Linked DNA regions of Sus scrofa: region 1 is linked to region 2. Evidence: chromatin contacts called from public HiChIP or PLAC-seq data. All regions are on one chromosome and are shown on one strand. The core of a region is the stretch at or near the end of the contact, and the rest is flanking DNA. Distances in the headings are between cores, read along the strand shown.

Region 1 (6,479 bases), core at 1,436-3,935, 450 kb after region 2:
GGCCCTGTGTGCTGGATCAGAGCAGGGTGTACATGAAGACTCTGCCGGCGACAGGGCTAAGGACGCTGTGGAGGAGGATAAAGGTGGAAGAGGATAGGCCAGCTGGAGGCTATGATAACGGGCTGTGAGATGTGGAGAAGCAAAATGGAACAGAGGCGAGGTGCAGGGAAAGGGCAGATCTGGGAAATACTCAGAATTCATAGCACTCAGGACCTAATGGTCCTGTGAGTTAGAGGGAGGATAGGATGCTGGCTCGTCATACTCGCATGGGTAGAAGCACTTGAGGAGAGTGGATGTGCAGGGACGTGGAAGAGTGTATCTGCGGACAGGATGGGTGTTGGTTCCTGTGGCTCCCAGAGGAGGTGGGCGCACCAAGGGGGCACTTGGTATTCTGTCTGGAGAAAGAGAACCAACAGAGAAACGGAAGACATTTGGGGTGGGGACAGGGAGAGACTCCTAATAGGGGGAAGGTTTTTTTTTTTTTTGTCTTTTTGCCATTTCTTGGGCCGCTCCCGCGGCATATGGAGGTTCCCAGGCTAGGGGTCTAATCGGAGCTGAGCTGCCAGCCTATGCCAGAGCCTCAGCAACGTGGGATCCGAGCCGCGTCTGCGACCTGCACCACAACTCACGGCAACGCTGGATCATTAACCTACTGAGCAAGGGCAAGGATCGAACCTGCAACCTCATTGTTCCTAGTCGGATTCGTTAACCACTGCGCCACGACGGGAACTCCAGGGGAAGGTTTTAAGCAAGTCAATTTTAAGACACTAAACTATGGAAATTTCAACTTTCCATATTTCTCTTTATGTAACTAACAACAGTGCAAGTATTCTAAAAGACAGATATAAAATTAAGGTTTTAAAAAATCATTTAGTGTGAAACTGCCTATCCACTTAAAATTTTTAAAATTATTATTTTTAAATTAATTATTATTATTTTAATTTTATTAAAATTATTATTTTTTAATTAATTTTTTTTTTCTAGGGCCACACCACAGCATACGGAAGTTCCCAGCCTAAGGGTCGAACTGGAGCTATAACTGCAGGCCTATACCACAGCCACAGCAATGCCAGATTCATGCCGCGTCTGTGACCTACACCACAGCTTGAGGCAACACTGGATCTTTAACCCACTGAGGGAGGCCAGGGATGGAACCTGCATCCTCATGGATACTAGTCGGGTTTGTTACTGCTGAGCCACTGCCTATCCACTTTTAATTTCGATGATTTATCAAGTGTCTTAAGTGAATGAAATGAAAAGTTCAGTTAGTGTTAGTAGCTTCTATTATTCCAGAGTCTCCTGTTTACACTAAAAGAGGAGTTATCTTCAGGGGTTCATCCCCCCTGAAGAGCATGACCTAATTTTCAAACACTAGATAACAGTAAAATCCTTAATCCTCAAGTCACATGGATAATTCACTAACCCAAAGAAAAGAGGGAACCTGGAAACTTTACATAATTAAATATGAGGTGGGGTGGTGGTGGTCGAGAACCTGCATAGATCTGGGTGAATCCTGACCGATCATCGGGACATACAAAATGCTCATGAGTAAGTGAAATGGGAGCCAGGGACAGGCCCTGCTGGAGATGCAGACAGAGAACTCTGAGCTGTGGCTTCTAGCTGAGCTTCTGGAGGACACACTAACTTCATTTATTTCCTTCCAAACTTGAAAGGAGGAATAAGCACCTGAGGATTTCAGAGCCTGTTCTTTCTGTCTCTGTTTACGCAGGAGGGTCCCTCAAACTCATTACCTGGTATTGCCTTTCCCAGCCTTCACGCAATACCAGTAAGAAGAAGATGTTTAGAATGATATTAATACTATTTACTCGGGATAGCCAAGTTGTTTAACTATATAGACAGATTTATCCAAAGAGTATATATTTCCACACAGGATATTACACAAATATTTTACAAGGCTATGTCAAGTAACATTTGATTGAGAAATATTTTATTTGGTTGAGAGTCAATTACTATGCCATGGGCTTCCAGATCTTAGTGTTTACTCGCCCAAAATTGGAAGAGTAATTCTTCTACAAATTTGGCTTCAGTCTGCAATGCAAGGGAAACTTCAAAAACTTTTGGCTCTTCTTCAGTTGACATTAGCTGGCTAACGTCTCCACTGTGCTTCTCTCCACAACCCCCAAAGTGGTTCAAAAGAAGTCTCAATTTTTTAAATGTTTAATTTATATTTTAAGGAAGAACAAATCAGTAAGTACTCACTATTCCACACTTTCATAAAGAGCTTTTACTAAAACAGCATTTCCAATTCAAAACAACCCCTTTGACATCAATCTCATGCACAAAGCTATTATTACATACCCGACAATTATTTTATCAGTATATATTAGTGAACCACCCAAAAGACTATAACATTCTGTCATGTGGTATAGCACAAATATTATCCAACACACAGCTTGAATTTTCAATCAACTTTAGATATGGCAGAATTCTGTGAATTAAACTCTAGAGGTTTTAAGTGATTCGTTTTATTATAAACAATCCCAAAAGATGATTAAGATAACTGAGATAAAGCTCGATTATAAACAGTATTTTTTTTCTCTAGTAACATCTGTGGTAATAATGTGTTATCATTTAATCCAACTGAGGATGACTCACCGTCTGTGAGTAAATGTAATTTTGGTTTCTTTTCTAGTACTGGAGATGCTTTTCTTTCCTTTCTTCCTTTTTTTTTTTTTTTTTAAATGAGTCATCCATCTTCCATCATTTGTCCCTCTATAGAGTAAGATGGTCAGTTGCACTCAGGCATACAGTTTCTTGCTATGTTTCAGTACAGAATTAACTGGCCCACTTAAGGAATTTATCCATGACCTTGGTCTCAGTGGGATCTTGTTCTAAATAAGAGGTAACTGGCCTGGGACCTCCTACACATCAATTACTTTCTTCATTTATTTAGCCATAATCCTGAAGAACAGAGTTATATTTCTTTTTATCTTTTTTAATTAGAAAAATTTTTTGAATTTTTTTTATTTTTTTGCTTTTTAGGGCAGCACCCACAGCATATGGAGGTTCCCAGGCTAGGGGTGAAATCAGAGCTACGGTTGCTGGCCTACACCACAGACACAGCAATGCCAGATCCGAGCCGCGTCTGTGACCTACACCACAGCTCATGGCAATAGTGGATCCTTAACCCACTGAGTGAGGCCAGGGATCGAACCCACAACCTCATGGTTCCTAGTTGGATTCATTTCTGCTGTGCCATGATGGGAACTCCTATATTTCCTTTTTTTGGTAATGATTTTTATTTTTTCTATTACAGTTGGTTTACAATGTTCTGTCAATTTTCTACTGTATAGCAAAGTGACTCAGTCCCACACATATACTTCTTTTTCTCACATTATCCTCCATCATCACAAGTGACTAGATATAGTTCCCAGTGCTATACAGTAGGATCGCATTGCTTATCCATTCCAAATGCAATAGTTTCTTATTTATATTTTACTGTCTCAAATATAAAGGGCACGTTCTTTCTGAACACAGTAGAATAAATGAACATACTGACATTCACACAGATGGTCTGTACACTGTAATTCATTTTGCTTTAAGGTAAGTATTAGAATGAACTACAGAATTAACCTTTATTGTCTGCTATGGCTGGTGGAGGGGCTCTTGGGGCCAGCAGCATTCACTTAAAAGAGTTAGAAAATAAGATTGGGATTAGAAGTAGAAAAACAATGGACTGGAGACACAACTAGTAAGAGACAGTCCAAAAGAGGGAGCTACGGTTTATCATAGGGGAGGGATACACACAAAGGAAGAAGTGAACTTGAGTTCCAGCCATGGCACAGTGGGTCAAGAATCTGACTTCAGGGGCTTGGGTCACTGCTGTGGAAGTGTGGGTTCAATCCCCGGCCCGGTGCAGTGGGTCAAAGGATCCAGTGTGGCCATAGCTGTAGCTCAATCCCTGGCCTGGGAACTCCCATAAGCTGTGAGTGTGACCATAAAAACTAACAAACAAAAAAAGAAGAGTACCCGAGTATGAGAGCAGAGTGAAGAAGCAGTGACTGTCCACAGAAGAGAAAGAGGTGGTGAAAGGATGAGCAAGAGGAAGGGTACAGAAGGTTCTAGGAAGAATGGAGCCTAATGCCCAGGTCTTGTTTCCTAAGTACCATTAAAAAAAAAAAAAAAAAAAAAAAAAAAAAAAAAAAAAAGAAGAAGAAGAAGAAGGAGAAAAAGAAAAGGAAAAAAAAGGAACCAGGGGTTCACTGAAGAAGTGGTTGATCCAGGACTGGGGAGGGTACAAAAGCCAACCTGGAAGAGCTCCTGCTGGCCAAAGCTAGAACATTTTGGGCAACAAATAAGTAAATGACAGTATTGAATCATAATCTATAGAATAAAATGCCAAATTGCCACTAGGTCAACACCACAGTAATAACTGTGTAGGGAAGCTCCACTGATAAATGATAAAAGTCAGGGCAGACGTTTGAGGAGAAACAGGATATTAGCAGTCTCAAAGCCTCACTCCCAAGATAGTAATCAATTACAAAGGGAAAAATAGTGCCTTTTCACTGGAGAACTCTGAGAGACACCACATTAACCAAGTGATCAAGGGCAATACCACCAGCAATGAGACAGGCTGACAGCAGGTACCTCCTGACACAGTGAACTGAGAGGGACACATGTCGCTTCCACGGTATTCTTGCCAAACATGCGTAACTTTAATGTAAACATGAGGAAACATAAGAAAAAACCAAGCTGAGAGGGATTATACAAAACAACCGACCAGCACTCATGCACAGTATCAATCAAGGTCATGAAAGATAAGGAAAGACTGAGGAACAGTTACAAGTTGGAGGAGACTCAGAATTAAATACAATGTGGCCTCTGGAAAGGATTCTGAAACAGAAACAAGAACATTGGGAGAGGGGAAAAAAAACCCTAGTATAATTCAAATAAGGTCTGTAATTTAGTTAGCAGCATTGTACTTATGTTAATTCTCTGGTTTTGATGATTGTACTATAGTTATATGTAGGTATATGTATTGTTAACAACAGGGGAACCTGGATGAAGGGTTTACATGAACTGTCTCTACTATTTTTGCAAATTTTCTGTAAGTCTAAAATTATTTAAAATGTGAAAAAAAAATCAAGGTGGCACTGATTCAAATCTCTTCTGGACACCCTATGTAAAACTGCTCCCTTCCCAACACTGTCTATCCTCCTCTATTTTTATCTACTACTATCTAAAATAGCAAATATTATAAAATAAGCCACAAGGATATATTGTACAATGGTGAATAGAGCCAATATTTTATAACAACCATAAATGAAGTATAACCTTTAAAAATTGTGACTCACTATATTGTACACTTCAATTTAGAAAAAGAAAACAAAAAATAAAAACATCAGGGTACAAAAAATAAATAAAACAGCAAATATTTTACTTATTTATTTTATTGTCTATCTCCTCCACACAAGCTCTGTGAGGCAGGGATTTTTGTCTATTTTTGTCCACTTGTGTATCCAAAGTTTAGAACAGTGCCTGACACATATAGAGAGAAACAGTTAAATGAATTAAAATTGAAAAGAGGATGGAAGAATAAAAATTAGAAAGGCAGGTCTGGAGACAGAAAATTTTACTCCCAAACTATTGAATTCTATCAAGTCCCCATTTCTTTCTTTTTTCTTCTTCTTCTTCTTTTTTTTTTTAAGGGCAGCATCCATGACATATGGAGGTTCCCAGGCTAGGGGTCTAACCGGAGCTGTAGCTGCTGGCCAATGCCACAGCCACAGCAACACCAGATCCGAGCTGTGTCCATGACCTACACAGCAGCTCATGGCAACTCCAGATCCTTAACCTACTGAGCAAGGCCAGGGATCAAACCCGAAACGTCATGGTTCCTAGTCAGATTTGTTTCTGCTGCGCCAAGACGGGAACTCCCCCATTTCTTCTTTAGAGTATATAAAGTGTGCTTTTCATTCAAGAACTCATCACATTTACTGGGCGACTATTATGTACCAGACATTGAACTAATAAGCATCAAGGAGATGCAGATGACCAAGACATGACCGCTATTCTTAAGGAAGTTATAGAGTGGGAGAGAGAAAACATTTAAATAACTACATACAAGGTAGAAGAGGAGGTCCCTAGAGTGTATATGCAAAGAATATTAAGTAAATGATTAATTAATTTTTAGTGCCACACCCACGTCATATGGAAGTTCCCAGGCTAGGGGTCAAATCAGAGCTGCAGCTGCCATCCTATGCCACAGCCATAGCAATGCCAGATCTGAGCTGCATCTAATGGCCTATACCATAGCTCATGGCAACGCCAGATCCTTAACCCACTGAGTGAGGCCAGGGATCGAACCCAAATCCTCATGGATACTAGTAGGGTTCTTAACTTGCTAAGACACAATGGGAGCTCCTAGAAAGCAAAGAAGATTTAGAGGATGGAGGCACAGGTAGGTTGAGGAGTAAAGGGAAAGGCTTCATAAAAGTTGTTCAATTTATCAAGGGCTT
Region 2 (6,537 bases), core at 2,872-5,371:
ATTTCTCTAATAATGAGTGATGTTGAGCATCTTTTCATGTGTTTTTTGGTCAAGAGTGTGTCTTCTTTGGAGAATTGTCTGTTTAGATCTTCTGCCCATTTTTTGATGGGGTTGTTTTTTCGGTATTGAGCTGTAGGAAGTATTTATAAATTTTGGAGATTAATCCCTTGTCAGCAGGACTGCAAGGTTTGAGAGTTGGTGTCCAGAACTCAAGAAGGGGGGACATCCAGGCATTTGACAGCTTCAAGGGCTTTTGCTGGACCTTTAGCAACCTGGTAGGTGCTGTCAGCCCAGGGCTGGCAGGGGGTGTGGGTTGGGGTGGGAAACTGTTAGGTTCCCGGCTGTCAGTTCAGTGGCAGCAGTCACTCTGCCACTGAGTCCTGGCCCCTGTGGGCACTGCTTGGGTCACCTCTTCGGCTTCAACAAGGGAAAAAAGGAAGGCTCTTTAGGTGAGGCTTTTCCCTCTCTGGGCTGAGACTTGAAAGAGACAGGTTTTGTTTCTAAGAGCCAGGCCCTTTCTCTAGCCCATCATGGTAAAAGGTTACACACAGTGATTATATGCCTGTCACATACTATTGCAACAAACTCCAAGGAGATGTCCAGATTCTCATTATGTGCTACGGTCATTGTGTTGAACAGAGTGACGATAAATAGGTCATCCTCGTGACCAAGATTTTCTCCGTGGACTTCTTTAGACACTTGTCCTCTCCTCTCCCCTGTTACGACACTGACCTTGGTGGTGGTCACCCTGCTATTATATTCAGCAAGAGAGGTCACAGGCCTGCCCACAGCCCTCAGCATATCTTATTCAGTGGCCCTGAGGGTCCTGGTTTCTCACCTCCGAGAATCTGAGTCACATTGGTGGGGAGGGGGGTGGAGGTGGGAGGTGGATCCGTGTGAGAGGTGATGAGACCTATTCTGTGGGGTGAAAGCAGAGGCTGCCACTGGGTGAGGGATGCTGGTCATTTGAACCGAGAGGTGGAACTGATGGGAGAAGACGATGGGCGGAGGGTTGAGAAGCTGGGTGTGTGAGAGTTCCTGTCGTGGCTCAGCGGAAATGAATCTGACTAGCATCCATGAGGATGCAGTTTCCATCCCTGTCTTTGCTCAGTGGGTTAAGGATCCGGCATTGCCGTGAGCTGTGGTGCAGGTCACAGACATGACTCAGATCCTGTGTTGCTGGTCAACAGCGCTGTGGTGTAGGCCAGCAGCTGAAGTTCTGATTTGACCCCCAGCCTGGGAACCTCCATGTGCTGCGGGAGCGGCCATAAAAAAAAAAAAGAAGAAGAAGAAGAAGCAGCCAAGTGTGTGCTGGGAACTGTAGTGGTCTCTGAGTTTTCCAGCATTTAAAATAGGGTTCAGGGGAGTTCCTGCTATGGTACAAGTTCCCCGGCTTGTTTCTGTGGAAGTGCTGGTTCTATCCCTGGCCTGGTGCAGTGGGTTAAGGATTCCTGGCGTAGGTCACAGCTCCGGCTCGGATTCAGTCCCTGACCCAGGAACTTCCATATGCTGCAGGTGCAGCCATAAAAGAAAAAAAAAAATAGGGTTCGGGTTCTCTACACTGACTCAGGAATAAGTTCTCTAGGTTGCTCTGAGGATGGGAGGGAGTTGTGGGGATTCAGTGAGGAAAATGTGAGAGGGCATTTTAACTATGACGTACTGAAAAAAGTAGACACTTCTCACCTCTGAGCGGAGACAGTGACAGCACCTCACTGTTGAGCTGCTTGTGCAGGCAGAGTTGGTCTCCCTTTACATAGTGTCACCTGCTGCAAATACTTAGAGCATCCCCTCCAGTAACTTGTGCTCTGTGTCTGTCTCCCACCCATCAGCCAGTGGGGTGTTGTCCCTGGACCCCAAGAGTCCCAGAGGCTGGTAGGCCTCCTGCCAGGGATGCTGCTTCAGAAGAGGCCAGGTCCCGAGCCTGAGGTGCCCAAGCACCTCCCTTATCCTGGGGGTGATGCCCCCTTTCAGACTGAGATGCTGCCAGCTCCCTGCATAGGGCTGATGGTGGACGGATGGCCTCTCCTCTCTGCTGTGAAGGGTGGTGGCCGAGACTCCTGCCTGGGGCATCCTGGGTTTAGCTGTGACCTTCCCGTCCCTTTTTCCTGGCTGTTCTCTCTCTCCATCCCCTATCTCTCACTCTTTAGAGGCCTCAAATCCCGGGACAGTGAAACCATCTTGACAGTGTAACCTGTGAACCAGTCTTTCAGACACACAAACAGCAGGGCTGGCACCGGGTAGAGTCTGTTTGATCAGTTGGCAGGCATCTGAGGTGGATCTACTCTGTGGCCAGTTTGGCCACTGTCTGGGCATAAGAACGGGAGGCAACAATAGTTCAGGAGCTTAAAATTTAGTTGGGGTCATAGATGAATGTTGGGGACATTATGCTAAGTAGGCCAGTCACAAAAAGATAAATACTGTGTGATTCCACTTATATGAGGTACTTATAGAGCCATCAAAATCAGAGACAGAAGAGTTCTCCTGTGGCATAGTGGGTTAAGGATCTGACACTGTCAGTCACTGCAGCGGCTAGGATCGCTGCTGTGGCACAGATTTGATCCCTGGCCAGGGAACTTCCATATGCCACAGGCGAGGTCCAAAAAAACCAAAACAACACACACACACACACACACACATGCACACACACCCACACCCACACCCACAAATCATAGAGACAAAAAAGAGAATAGTTGTTGCCAGGAGCCGGGAGAGGGGAAAATGGGGAGTTACGGTTTAATAGGCATAGACTTCTGGTTTTACCAGATGAAAGGAGTTATGGGGATGGATGGTGGTGATGCCTGCACAATATTCTGAGTGTATTTAGTACCACTGAACAGTATACTTAAATTGGTTACAATGGTAAACTTTATGTTTTGTACATTTTATCACCATAAAAATTCTTGGGACAAAAAAGACTTAATTGGGAAGATATAACATTCTGGGTATAAGAGAGTTATGACACCCTAGCCTGGGAACTTCCACATGCCTCAGATTCAGCCCTAAAAAGCAAAGAAAAGGAGTTCCTGTCATGGCGCAGCAGAAATCAATCTGATTAGGAACCATGAGGTTATGGGTTCGATCCCTGGCCTCACTCAGTGGGTTAAGGATCGGGCATTGCCATGAGCTGTGGTGTAGGTCGCAGATCCCATGTTACTGTGGTTCTGGCGTAGGCCAGCTGCTGTAGTTCCAATTAGACCCCTCGCCTGGGAACTTCCATATGCCGTGGGTGTGATACTAAAAAATAAAAAAAAAAATTTTTTTTTTAAAGCCAAAAAAACGAGAGAGAGTAATGACAGGGCAATGACGGTCCACTCCACGTAAGCTGAATTTGCAAGTGCCAGAGGAAGTTGTGTATTTAAAGGTCAGGGATTGGGGAGAGACTTCCAGACTTCCAGGTACTATCCTAAAGGAGGAAGTGAACTTCACTCTGGGTGAGGTCTCAGACGTGTGCTTTGGAAGCAAGTTTTCGTTTGTTTGATTTTTTTTTCTCAACCTTTGCTTTAGAAGTCATTTTGAAGTGCTATACCTATTGATGATTATCTTTGAAGCCAGGGAACGGCATTGTGAACAAACCAGTTAACATCTCAAGAGGGTGGGAGCTTTTCCTGGATAGAAAGTGAGTCTCCCTAGCCACCTGCAATTTCAGAGTTGCATTTGAAGCAAGCAGAGCACCAGGTGTTGGGATGGGTAGGGTGATGAGGCAACTCGAAGGAAGGGATGGAGGGGCTCATCCTAGAACATTAGGGGTCACCTGATTTGAAGATTGTAAATCATTGCATAATCAATTAGTGATGTCTGCCACTGTTGGGAGAGGGGATGGTGGCAGCATGTGTGCCAGGTCAGAAATCTATCTACAGGATATGGTACTTCACTCTGAGAGATATCTGTACTTAAACATGAAGAATCTGGGAGTTCTCCTGTGGTGCAGTGAGTAAAGGATCTGATGTTGTCACCACAGAAGCCTTGTGTGCAGCTGGGGCGTGAATTCAGTCCCTGGCCCAGGAATTTCCACATGCTGTGGGCGTGGCCAAAATTTAAAAAAAGAAGAATCTGAAGTCCAAATCAGTGAAGTAACTCCACTGATCACATGGCTCATTATGACAAGATGGAAATGTGAGCTTAAGAGACAGTGAAATCTCTTGGAGTGTTTGTCAGCTAGCATACACTTCCTGGGCAGGGAGCATAGAACTCCAGGGCCCTCGGAGGGGTCCCTGCCATCCTAGGTCCATGTCCTGGAGCAAGAGAGCAATCACTGTGAGAAGGGGAAGTGGAAACTGCTGCTCCAGGGGCTCTGTGCCACAGCTCACCCCTGCCGGTGCTGAGTTCAGGGCCGAGCAAGGTGACTGCAGAGCAAGGGCGGTCAGAGGAGCTTCCTGGAGCCAAGCGCTGAAGGATGGGGTGCCTCTGGAGAGGGGCAGGAGAGGAGTACTGCCCAGGCGACAGGTCACTGTCAGTAGCACAAGAGATTATGGGGATGTGGGACTGGACAGGCGTGGGGAGGACCCAGGTGTGTGCAGGTGCCGGTGTGGCCATGTATGGAGAAGCTTCGGACCTGAGTAAATGTGTTTGGGGCTGGTGGGAGCTCTCAGGCCATCCTAAGAAAGTTCCCCGCTACTGAGAACCTAAGCCACCTAAGGCTTCAGGCTCCTTTTACGGATGGGCCCTCCCTCATTTAATGGATGCAGCCATAAAATGAGGTCACATTCTGGGTGCTTCTCTCTCACATCAGGCCCCCCCTGCCCCCCATTGACTGCACCCCTCTCCCCTCCCCCATCATCCCCTGCTTGGTGTCTATGAGGGTCCAACCTCCAGGCTGCCCAGGATGACCAATCCAGCAGGATGGGGTAGGGGGCATGGGGGTGGGCTCTCTGCCACCCTCTCTGGGATTGGGCCTTCAGGAGGCCTTCTGCCCACTTGTTCTGTGTCCTGGACAAGCAAATAATGACACCCCTTTTCACCCTCCTTCTCTTCCAGAATGGCAGCAAAGACAACTCTCTGGACATGCTGGGCACTGATATCTGGGCTGCCAACACCTTTGATTCCTTCAGGTAAGCTCCTCTTCCTGCGTGTGTGACTCCAGCTGGGGCCCCAGCTGACTGGTCCTTCTGCCCTGAGGGGTCTTTAGGGCGGAGTTAATGGGGGGGGTGAAGTAGAAAGGATGAGGCTGGAGGAAGGAGGTCAGAGGGAGGAGAGAAGGAAGGAACACGCAAGGCGGGCATCCAGGGGAAAGAGAACGAGAAGGGAAGAGGACACAGCGAGAGAAGAGGGCCGACAGGGGAGGGAAGAGAGATAGCCATAGTCTTACCCAGAGGACAAGGAGAGAAAGCAGAGGGGACCTGGGGAGGGCAGAAGACAACAGCACATGGTGGATATGAGGCAGACGGTGTCAGAGATGGGAACGGACAGCTGGGGCTGCCGACCCTGCCCCATCTCACCGGAGGTCATGGAAGGCAGGGGGGTGGCTGCAGAGAGGGGTCTGGAGAACGAGAATGCCTGTCAGTGCTTCAGACTCTAGAAGGTTCCTGATGGGCCAGGTGGGAAAAGCAGGTGTTGGCCAGGGTTCCTCAGGACACGGGGATGGTGCTGCTGTAGGGTTTGCTGTTGGGCTCCTGAGCTACGGTGTCTACTCCTTTGGGAGTGACGGCCTTGGGTGGTGGATGACAGTGGCCTTTTAGCTCAGCTCTGCCCCTGGCCCTGGAGCTGACCAACTCTGGGGTGCTCCAGGCACACCCTGGCTCAGACCCTGGCTCCCCCAGCATACAAGCACCATGGGTACCGGCACTTGGGGGATGTGGCCTCCTGTCTTCCCACTAACAAACTCTCAAGTGTTTTAGGAGGGCTTCTATAGAGCAAGCATCAGGCCCACACTTAGGTTTTATAAGCATCCATCATCGAACAGCAGAGTTGAAGAGAGGAGAAGGCTTCAGAGGCAGGACCTTGCCCTGTTGCCTGCAGGCACAGAGCTGATATGTCAGGCTCCATTTTGAGTGAGGGGTCCCAGCCTGACCCCTGCGCATCACCAGTGGGAGCCTCCTCTTCCCGCCCACCTCTTTCTGAGATGCTTCCCCATCTGGGTGTGCCTGAGGTGTTTCATTGCCACCAGAACACAGCTTGTTGCCCCCCTTGCCTCACATTTCTCACCCTCCCTTGCCCTCTAGTGGTGCCACCTGGGACCTGCAGCCTGAAAAGCTGGACTTCACCCAGTTCCACCGGAAGCTGCGACACACGCACATCGACCGGGAAGGGTAAGGGGCAGCCGGGGACTCTCACATAGGGGCTGGTGAGATGGGGGACAGCTGGGCCACACCCCAGCAGAGAGGGGCCTTTCCGTGGGCGGGCTGATGTCCAGAGAGGCTCATCAGCTCAGACCTGTAGGTTCACTGGTCTTTCTCCAAAATCCCTCTACCCTTCACTGCCCAGCCCCTCCAGCCACACTGCTGCTCCCCTTCCTGACCACTCACAGTGGCCCTTTTTGTCAGCAGCCTAGTGCAGTGGGTCTCACCTTGATCAGAACACAGATCCGTGGGTCCACCCCCA

The links. HiChIP or PLAC-seq counts read pairs in DNA pulled down with a chosen protein or histone mark.
Region 1: an H3K27ac HiChIP or PLAC-seq map of alveolar macrophages shows a contact between it and region 2. The contact joins two enhancer-like sites. A contact is called at or near these places in 1 of 47 Hi-C or Micro-C datasets (embryonic fibroblasts) and 1 of 2 datasets of contacts at active chromatin or transcription factors (alveolar macrophages).

What each region holds. Positions count from the first base shown.
Region 1 is chr1:98,695,031-98,701,509 of Sscrofa11.1, forward strand. All of the region lies in intron 16 of DYM (dymeclin), which reads right to left. Among named protein-coding and RNA genes, the nearest start is that of SMAD7, 160 kb to the left of the region's middle. Within about 2 kb of position 2,686, at least 2 of the 83 cell types and tissues checked have an H3K27ac peak or open chromatin away from gene starts, as enhancers often do. A contact at or near this core is called in alveolar macrophages, where this site is marked.
Region 2 is chr1:98,246,545-98,253,081 of Sscrofa11.1, forward strand. It overlaps CTIF (CBP80/20-dependent translation initiation factor), which reads left to right. Exons shown (of 12, transcript XM_013992850.2): 4 at 4,975-5,048; 5 at 6,159-6,245. Among named protein-coding and RNA genes, the nearest start is that of TRNAD-GUC, 21 kb to the left of the region's middle. Within about 2 kb of position 4,122, at least 8 of the 83 cell types and tissues checked have an H3K27ac peak or open chromatin away from gene starts, as enhancers often do. A contact at or near this core is called in alveolar macrophages, where this site is marked.